Regions from separate parts of the Pan troglodytes genome. Here region 1 is linked to region 2. A link is a contact called in public Hi-C data. All regions are on one chromosome and are shown on one strand. Each heading gives the region's core, a stretch centred on a gene start, on an enhancer-like site or on the middle of the called end of the contact. The rest is flanking DNA. Distances are from core to core; before and after follow the strand shown.

What was found. Hi-C and Micro-C count contacts between places; a contact is called where the count stands out from the background.
Region 1: a contact with region 2 is called in a Hi-C map of induced pluripotent stem cells, with 1.9 times the contacts expected there. The contact joins the promoter of MFSD1 here to the promoter of LXN in region 2. A contact is called at or near these places in 3 of 7 Hi-C or Micro-C datasets (blood, induced pluripotent stem cells and stem cell-derived neural progenitor cells) and 1 of 1 datasets of contacts at active chromatin or transcription factors (stem cell-derived excitatory neurons).

The regions. Positions count from the first base shown.
Region 1 is chr2:161,981,324-161,984,612 of NHGRI_mPanTro3-v2.0_pri, forward strand. It overlaps MFSD1 (major facilitator superfamily domain containing 1), which reads left to right and starts at 1,542. Exons shown (of 17, transcript XM_016942233.4): 1 at 1,542-2,097. The coding sequence starts at 1,788.
Region 2 is chr2:161,851,840-161,855,229 of NHGRI_mPanTro3-v2.0_pri, forward strand. LXN (latexin) reads right to left here and starts at 2,068. Exons shown (of 6, transcript XM_003310067.5): 1 at 1,689-2,068; 2 at 292-354. The coding sequence starts at 1,817. All of the region lies in intron 13 of GFM1 (G elongation factor mitochondrial 1), which reads left to right.

The sequences.
Region 1 (3,289 bases), core at 292-2,791, 130 kb after region 2:
AACCTAATATCTGCAAAATATTATTTCAACATGTAATCAGTACTCAAATTAGGAGGTTATTCTATTTTTCATACAAGTCTTTGAAATCTGGTGTGTATTTTATACGTATTGCATATCTCCTTTCCAACTATTCACATTACAAATGATCAACAGCCACACATGGCTACCTACTGGACAGCAGAGGGAGGGTATTTAAAGTTATGGGAATGGATGAGTGGAAGAGAGCTCAGGAATGGGTCTTGCATCATTGAACATCTAGATTTTGAATAGAAGAGGAGGAGCTGACAAATGAGACAGCAAATGAGATAGGCCAGCAAAGTGGGAGGAACACAAGGCAAGTATGGTGCCAAGGAGGCTAAAAAGGAGTGGCTGTCAATTCCATCAATTGATAGAAGTTGAGTAAGATGACAGAGAAGTGACTAATGTATTTGGAAAGATGGAGTTATTACTCCTCTCGGCAAGACAGTTTTATTAGATCGGGAGCTCCTCCACTGGAGCTGAAGAGAGAATGGACGGTGAAAGTGGAGATATGTATAGACATCTCAAAGGCAGCACCTGATCCTTGACACTCTCTCCTACCTCCTTCTCTCCCTAAATTTTGATCTCTATTGGCGGCCCAAGCTAGAAATCTGGGAGACACTCTCAAGTCTTTCCTCTCTTTCAGATGACATAGGCTATTATTTACAGTTATTCCCATTTTACCTCCTAAATAATTACTGATTTTCTTCTGTGCCATTCCTGCTTTTTATTGCTAACAGGCCCTCGTCATCTCTAATCGTTACGACTACAGCATCTTCCTAATAATCCTCACAGTTTTCAGCCTCTAGCTTTGACGCCCTCAAAATTCTGTTAGTAAAGCCTGAGGGCCCCCAGAAAGCGACGATGGTGCTGTGCTGGCAGACCGAATGTTTTTTAAAACACAAAGCTTGCAGTTCTGCTGCTGTGCTCAAAATCCTTGCATGGCTCTTCTTGAAACAGGTTTAGTGTTTCTACTCGAGTTCCTTCTCTGTCGTTCAACACAAACACATACACACCCAGTTCTGTTTACGCTTTTGTCTTTATTATCCCTCGTAACTGCCCGCCCTGCAACCAACCCGCTCAAACAAGCACCCTGACTGGCGCATTCTTACTCATTCTAGCCTGGGTTTCAACTTCAAGGAGCTTCAGCGCCCCTCACTCCCTTGCTCTGAAAGCTGGCTAAACTATGCACCTTTTCTCCCCTTTTGAAATGCCCTTTCCAGATATTTCTATGGAATTCAGTGCCATTTTCTGCCGCTGTTCTCACCACATTCATTCATCATGTTGAGTTTTAAAAGTACCAGATTCTGTCGATTTCTCCAACTGAACTCTGAAATCTTTGAGGTCAGGGAGCTTGCCTCATTCCATTTTGTATTCCCAGTACGTGACACATGGCTGGACACACCAGAAATTGTCCGACCAAGTTTGTGGGTATTAAGAGTGGTCAAAGACGCTGGGGAGGGCAGTGCTGGGAGAAGGGCAGCGCGCGTCTTGGCGACCCCCAGCGCAGTTCGAACTACTCCGGAGTCTGGTGTGGAGCCGAGAGGGAGGCCCGCACTTTTCTACCCGCGGAGCTGCGCTGAGTCTGAAATAGGTGTACGCGTCAGCGGGGCAGGAAACGAAAAGACAGTGCAGTAATTGGTGGAAAGCTGGAAGTGGGCACCTAGAGGGCCTCAGCCCCACGAACACAGTCACCCAGGAAAAGCGAACCGCGCCAGGCCCTGTCATCGCCCGCTGGGTCCGTCCTCCCAGCGCTCGCGGCCGCTCACATGGGCGTGGCCCTGCGTGACCTGCCGGGGCGTCACGTGAGCTCCCGGAGTCATGTGACCGCCGTCTTGACAGTGTTCCACGGGCGCTGCTTCCTGCCGGGGTTTGGAGTTGTCACCACTTTCCCCTCTCCGTCTCCTGCGGGCGCAATGGAGGAGGAGGATGAGGAAGCGCGGGCGCTTCTGGCAGGCGGCCCTGACGAGGCCGACAGAGGTGCCCCGGCCGCCCCCGGAGCCCTGCCGGCCCTCTGCGACCCCAGTCGCCTGGCGCACCGGCTTTTGGTGCTGTTACTGATGTGCTTCCTTGGCTTTGGTGAGCCGGCCGGGTGGGATGGGGCTGATCTTTAAGGAATTCCCGACTTTCTCTTCGAGGTAGATCGTCATCGTGGTCACTGGTGCCACGGGGCCTCAGCGCAGCTTCTGTCTTAAGCTCCTGGGCCTCCTTATTTTCCCCTTTGCGATCGATTCCAGCCACACCTGTGGATGTTGCTAGTTACTCCGCGTCCGGAACGTGGAGGTCGAGGGACTGAGCTGGGCGAGTTTTGTGGCACGCCTTTGCTCTTCAGTAAGTCCCAGGGGCTAGCCACTCGCCCTAGAGGCGATAGATATGAAGGTAACTCCAGATTTTCAAGGTTCCTCTCTTGGCACACGTGGTCGGAGGAAATTCAGAAAGCTTTAACTGTTCCTAAACGACTTTTGTTTGTTTGGTTTTAGGTGAGACAGGGGCTTGCTCTGTCACCCAGCCCGGAGTGCAGTTCTGTGAACGTGGCTTACTGCAGCCTCCACCTCCTGGGTTCAAGCAATCCTCCCGCCTCAGCCTCCCGAGTAGCTGGGACCACAGATGGGGCGCCATCACACCCGGCTTTATTATTATTATTATTTTTAGACACAGGGTCTTACAATGTTGTCCAGCTTTTAAAAAACGTGAATGATTTCGTCGGCAGTCTTTTATATATTTTTCACCCTCTTTGAGAAAATGTATGAGTGTGTCTTGCTGATAGCTTCAGTGAATAGATATTGTTCTCTTAATCTTCCACTCTGCCACTGTGAAGCAATCATATTGGACTGGACTTGTGGTAGTCTTGACAGTGGTTGGTTTCTCTTATGAAATCTGATGTCTGCAAAAACAGTTTCTTGATAATTAGAAAAAAATTTTCCTTCCTATGTTACAGTTTTTAATTTATTAAGCAAAATTCTAATATTAATTTGGTATGAATGTGTTTTTCAGGAGGTTAGCTGGAGCCCGTGTAATCAGCAGGTTTAAGAACATTATGGTGGATAACTATGCTAGCGCTGAACATATAAGTAGACATGAAGGATGCTTTGGGCTTTGGTTTCCTTGCAACTCCTTTTTCCCCCCTCCCCTGTTTTTTAAAAGATGATGCCCATCCATTAGCTTTAAAGCAGGACGTTGAATCCTTAAAAGCGATTAAAGCAGGGTTTAGAAACAACCACCACCACAACAAAGAAAGAACAACAATAAAACATTTAAAAAAATGGTCCCC
Region 2 (3,390 bases), core at 818-3,317:
TCTGGAATATTTAGAATTAAATTTGTTTAATAAGAACATTTTGGCTGGGCATGGTAGCTCATGCTTGTAATCCTAGCACTTTGGGAGGCAGAGGCAGGAGGATCACAAAAATTAGCCAAGTGTAGTGGCATGCACCTGTGGTCCCAGCTATTTGGGGAGGCTGAGGTGGGAAGATGGCCTGAGCCCAGGAAGTTGAGGCTGCAGTGAGCCATATTCTGCCACTGCACTTCAGCCTGGGTGATAGAGTGAGACCCTGTCTCAAAGAAAAAAGAAAAAAGAAATTTAACTTACTTTTTGTATAATTTCTTCAACAGCAAATTTAAGGCGATACTTATGTCCTCTTCCTGGAATATCCTAAAATTAAGAAAATGTAGTGGAGACAAGAAAATATTATAACAACATTATACTTGCATTGTTAGAAGTATGCATCTCATTTGGTTGGAGGGGCTGGCTGAAGGGGAATGGTGAAAGCCTTAGGTCTTGAAAAAGGCATGTCACCATGAATGTAACATCTAATTTAGCAAGTCCCCTATCAAGTTTATTTTGGATGAAAACAAAAGAGTAGGATAAAAGCATACAAATTGGGCACAATTCACTTTCAATCATCAAAAGACTTTATTTAACCCCTGGATCTGTGATCTTAAAGTCTCTACATAAGAAAGTTTGAAACAGTGTTTAATTCTAAAGATGACAAATAATATCACCTTTGAAAAGATTTTTTCATAAAGCTCAGTGTACCCTCCAAATAATGTTCAATGAATGTGAATTTCATTTTGAGGCAGATTACTGCAAAGCAATTGGAGACTTAATACAATTAAGTATTGTTTTTACTTATACATTAGTGAAACTGCAAAATGATTAACAAATTATATAAGACTAAGAAATGGTATTTCACTTTTAAATCAAGATACAGGTTGAAAATGTATACCTAATTCTGTTATCTGGTACAGTTTCAAAATAAGATCTACTGTGTCACCTCTAAAAGACTGTTAGCAGTTAAAATTCTGTCAGATAAATAAGGGATAATCTCAAATCCAGTAGATTTTAGTAAAATGAAAACAAACCTCATTAGTGATTGCTGAGGCCTTAAACATTTAATTCAAGCCTTTAGCAGAGGGTGCACATCATTTAAGGCAGTCATGTGGTAGCGGTGTTTGGGTGGCTAAAGGCCAGCGTCAGCCCACAGTGCTTTTATTCTTTGACTTTGATTGTCAGTTTCTCTTGCTGTTTGTTTCCCCCTTCATTTTGGTCAAAGGGTCTGATAAGGATTTGTCTTAAAATGTAGGCAATAGAGTCTTGGAAGATGGGAGCTTTTGTTGGTCTAGATCAGAGTAGCAGATGAGAAACGTGGCAGCCTTAGTAGTCTTTTGAATGGTTCCTACAGTTTACACTTAAGGAAAGTGCTGCCCCTTACTTAGAGCGTGTTCCCATTTTCTTGTAACTGTGTGCGTAAAAACTTTGTCTCTGCCTTAAGGTGAAAACAATCCTGGGCTGTCTCCAGAGACTGGAGTATAGACATTCCCCCAGAAACCTTAATATGTCAAGACCAGATACCAGCAGTGTATCCTAAAACAGAAGGTGGGTAGGGAGTGGCACGGAGTGTCTGCACCCAAAGGCTGAGACCGCGGGTGAGTGGAGGGAGCGCAATTCTGAAGCCTCCGCTGTCCACCACCCCCTGCTAAACTCACCTCCATGCTGGCTTGTTTGACCTTCTGCACCTCAAACACCCTGTGGGGGGTCCCCTGCTGGTAGTTGATGTAGTTCTGTGCCACCAAGGCCGCCCTGGAGGCTGGGTAGTTGGTCGGCGGGATTTCCATTCCGGATGAGCAGTGACTTCAGGGCTTGGGCTACTCAGGCTTAACGGGACCAGTAGCAGAGCGCCGCCCGTCCTGCTTGCTGCTGGGTCCCGTTGCCGAGGCGGAAAAGTCGCAAGCTCCTTCAGTCTGTCTTCTTCCTCAGCTCCTTCCGACTCCGGAAGCTGCTGTTTGGGCCCAGGCTCCCTGCGTCCGAGATCCCTGGGCTGACTGCTTCTGAGGCCCCGCCCCACTACTGCCTGCAGCCGGCTTCCTTACTCCGCCTGCTGGTTCCTACTGGAAGAGAGGCCAGCATGCTCTCAGGCACCAGCAGGTGGAGGTGTGGGGAGGGAGTCAGTGGGCTAGGTTCGCTGGGATTGCATCTTTCGTTTCATTAACCTTTATAGAAGTGCAGGGTGGGGCTTTCGCTGATAAAGTACATCTCTGAAGACTGTGGTTTCTTGTCCATGGGAAAAAAGTCTGGTTGCTTCGCTTGCATACTGGAGCACAACTTCCTTATACACCGCATGCAGCGTCCCTGGCAGGGCAAGGTACACAGTACTCCAGGTAGTGATTCGATTCCTTCATTTCCCTTCCCCTTATGAGAGTCCAGGAAGAGGCTTGCTCATCCTCAGCTTTTTGTGGGTTTGGACCAGTTCTGCCCAAATCAAAGTATGAGAATCTGCAAACTATAGTATTAAATTGGGAGATTATGTAATTTGGATCAGGAGAAATAAAAAAATGCACCTGTACCCCTCTCCTTTACTAATCTTAAAATGATAAGTTTTGATGTAACGCCATGCTTCCAACTTGAGTCATTTTGAATATTTTACTTCAAGGATTAAAATAAACTTAAAAACTGAACTTATACAAAGCACTATCTCTGGTATGTGGTCTGCCTCATTGGAATGGGCCTATAAACCTGACTTTGTAGAAGTACAGGTTTATCCTTGGTGGTCTTAGGTTAATTGGGCTAGGATAACTTGGAGATTCTACCAAAGTTTGGCCAAGGTCTTCGCTGCCTGGATTGAGACCTTTTTTTCTTTTCTTTCTTTTTTTTTTTTTTTTTTTTGAGACGGAATTTCACTCTTGTTGCCTAGGCTGGAGTGCAATGGTGCTATCTCGGCTCACTGCAACGTCCGCCTCCTGGGTTCAAGCAGTTCTCCTGCCTCAGCCTCCAGAGTAGCTGGGATTACAGGTGCCCACCACAATGCCCGGCTAGTTTTTTGTATTTTTAGTAGAGACGGGTTTAGGCTAGGCTGGTCTCAAACTCCTGACCTCAGGTGATCCACCCACCTTAGCCTCCCAAAGTGCTGGGATTACAGGCATAAGCCACCATGCCTGGCCAGGACCTTTAACTTGGTAGTAATGCACACACCCAAGACTCTTGAGGTGTCTCTCTTTCTGATTATGTAGATTCTGCAGTAAATCTGGATTCTGGACTTTGGCCCCAGTTTCATGCTTATTATTGTCTCCTGGGATTTGGGGGTTCTGATTGACTTTGCCTTTAAATACCATCTGTCTGCTTGCCCATCATCTTATATCAAATGTCAGTGAAACTTTTCTCAGTCTTGTCCGTGTATGAGAAATTTGCTTT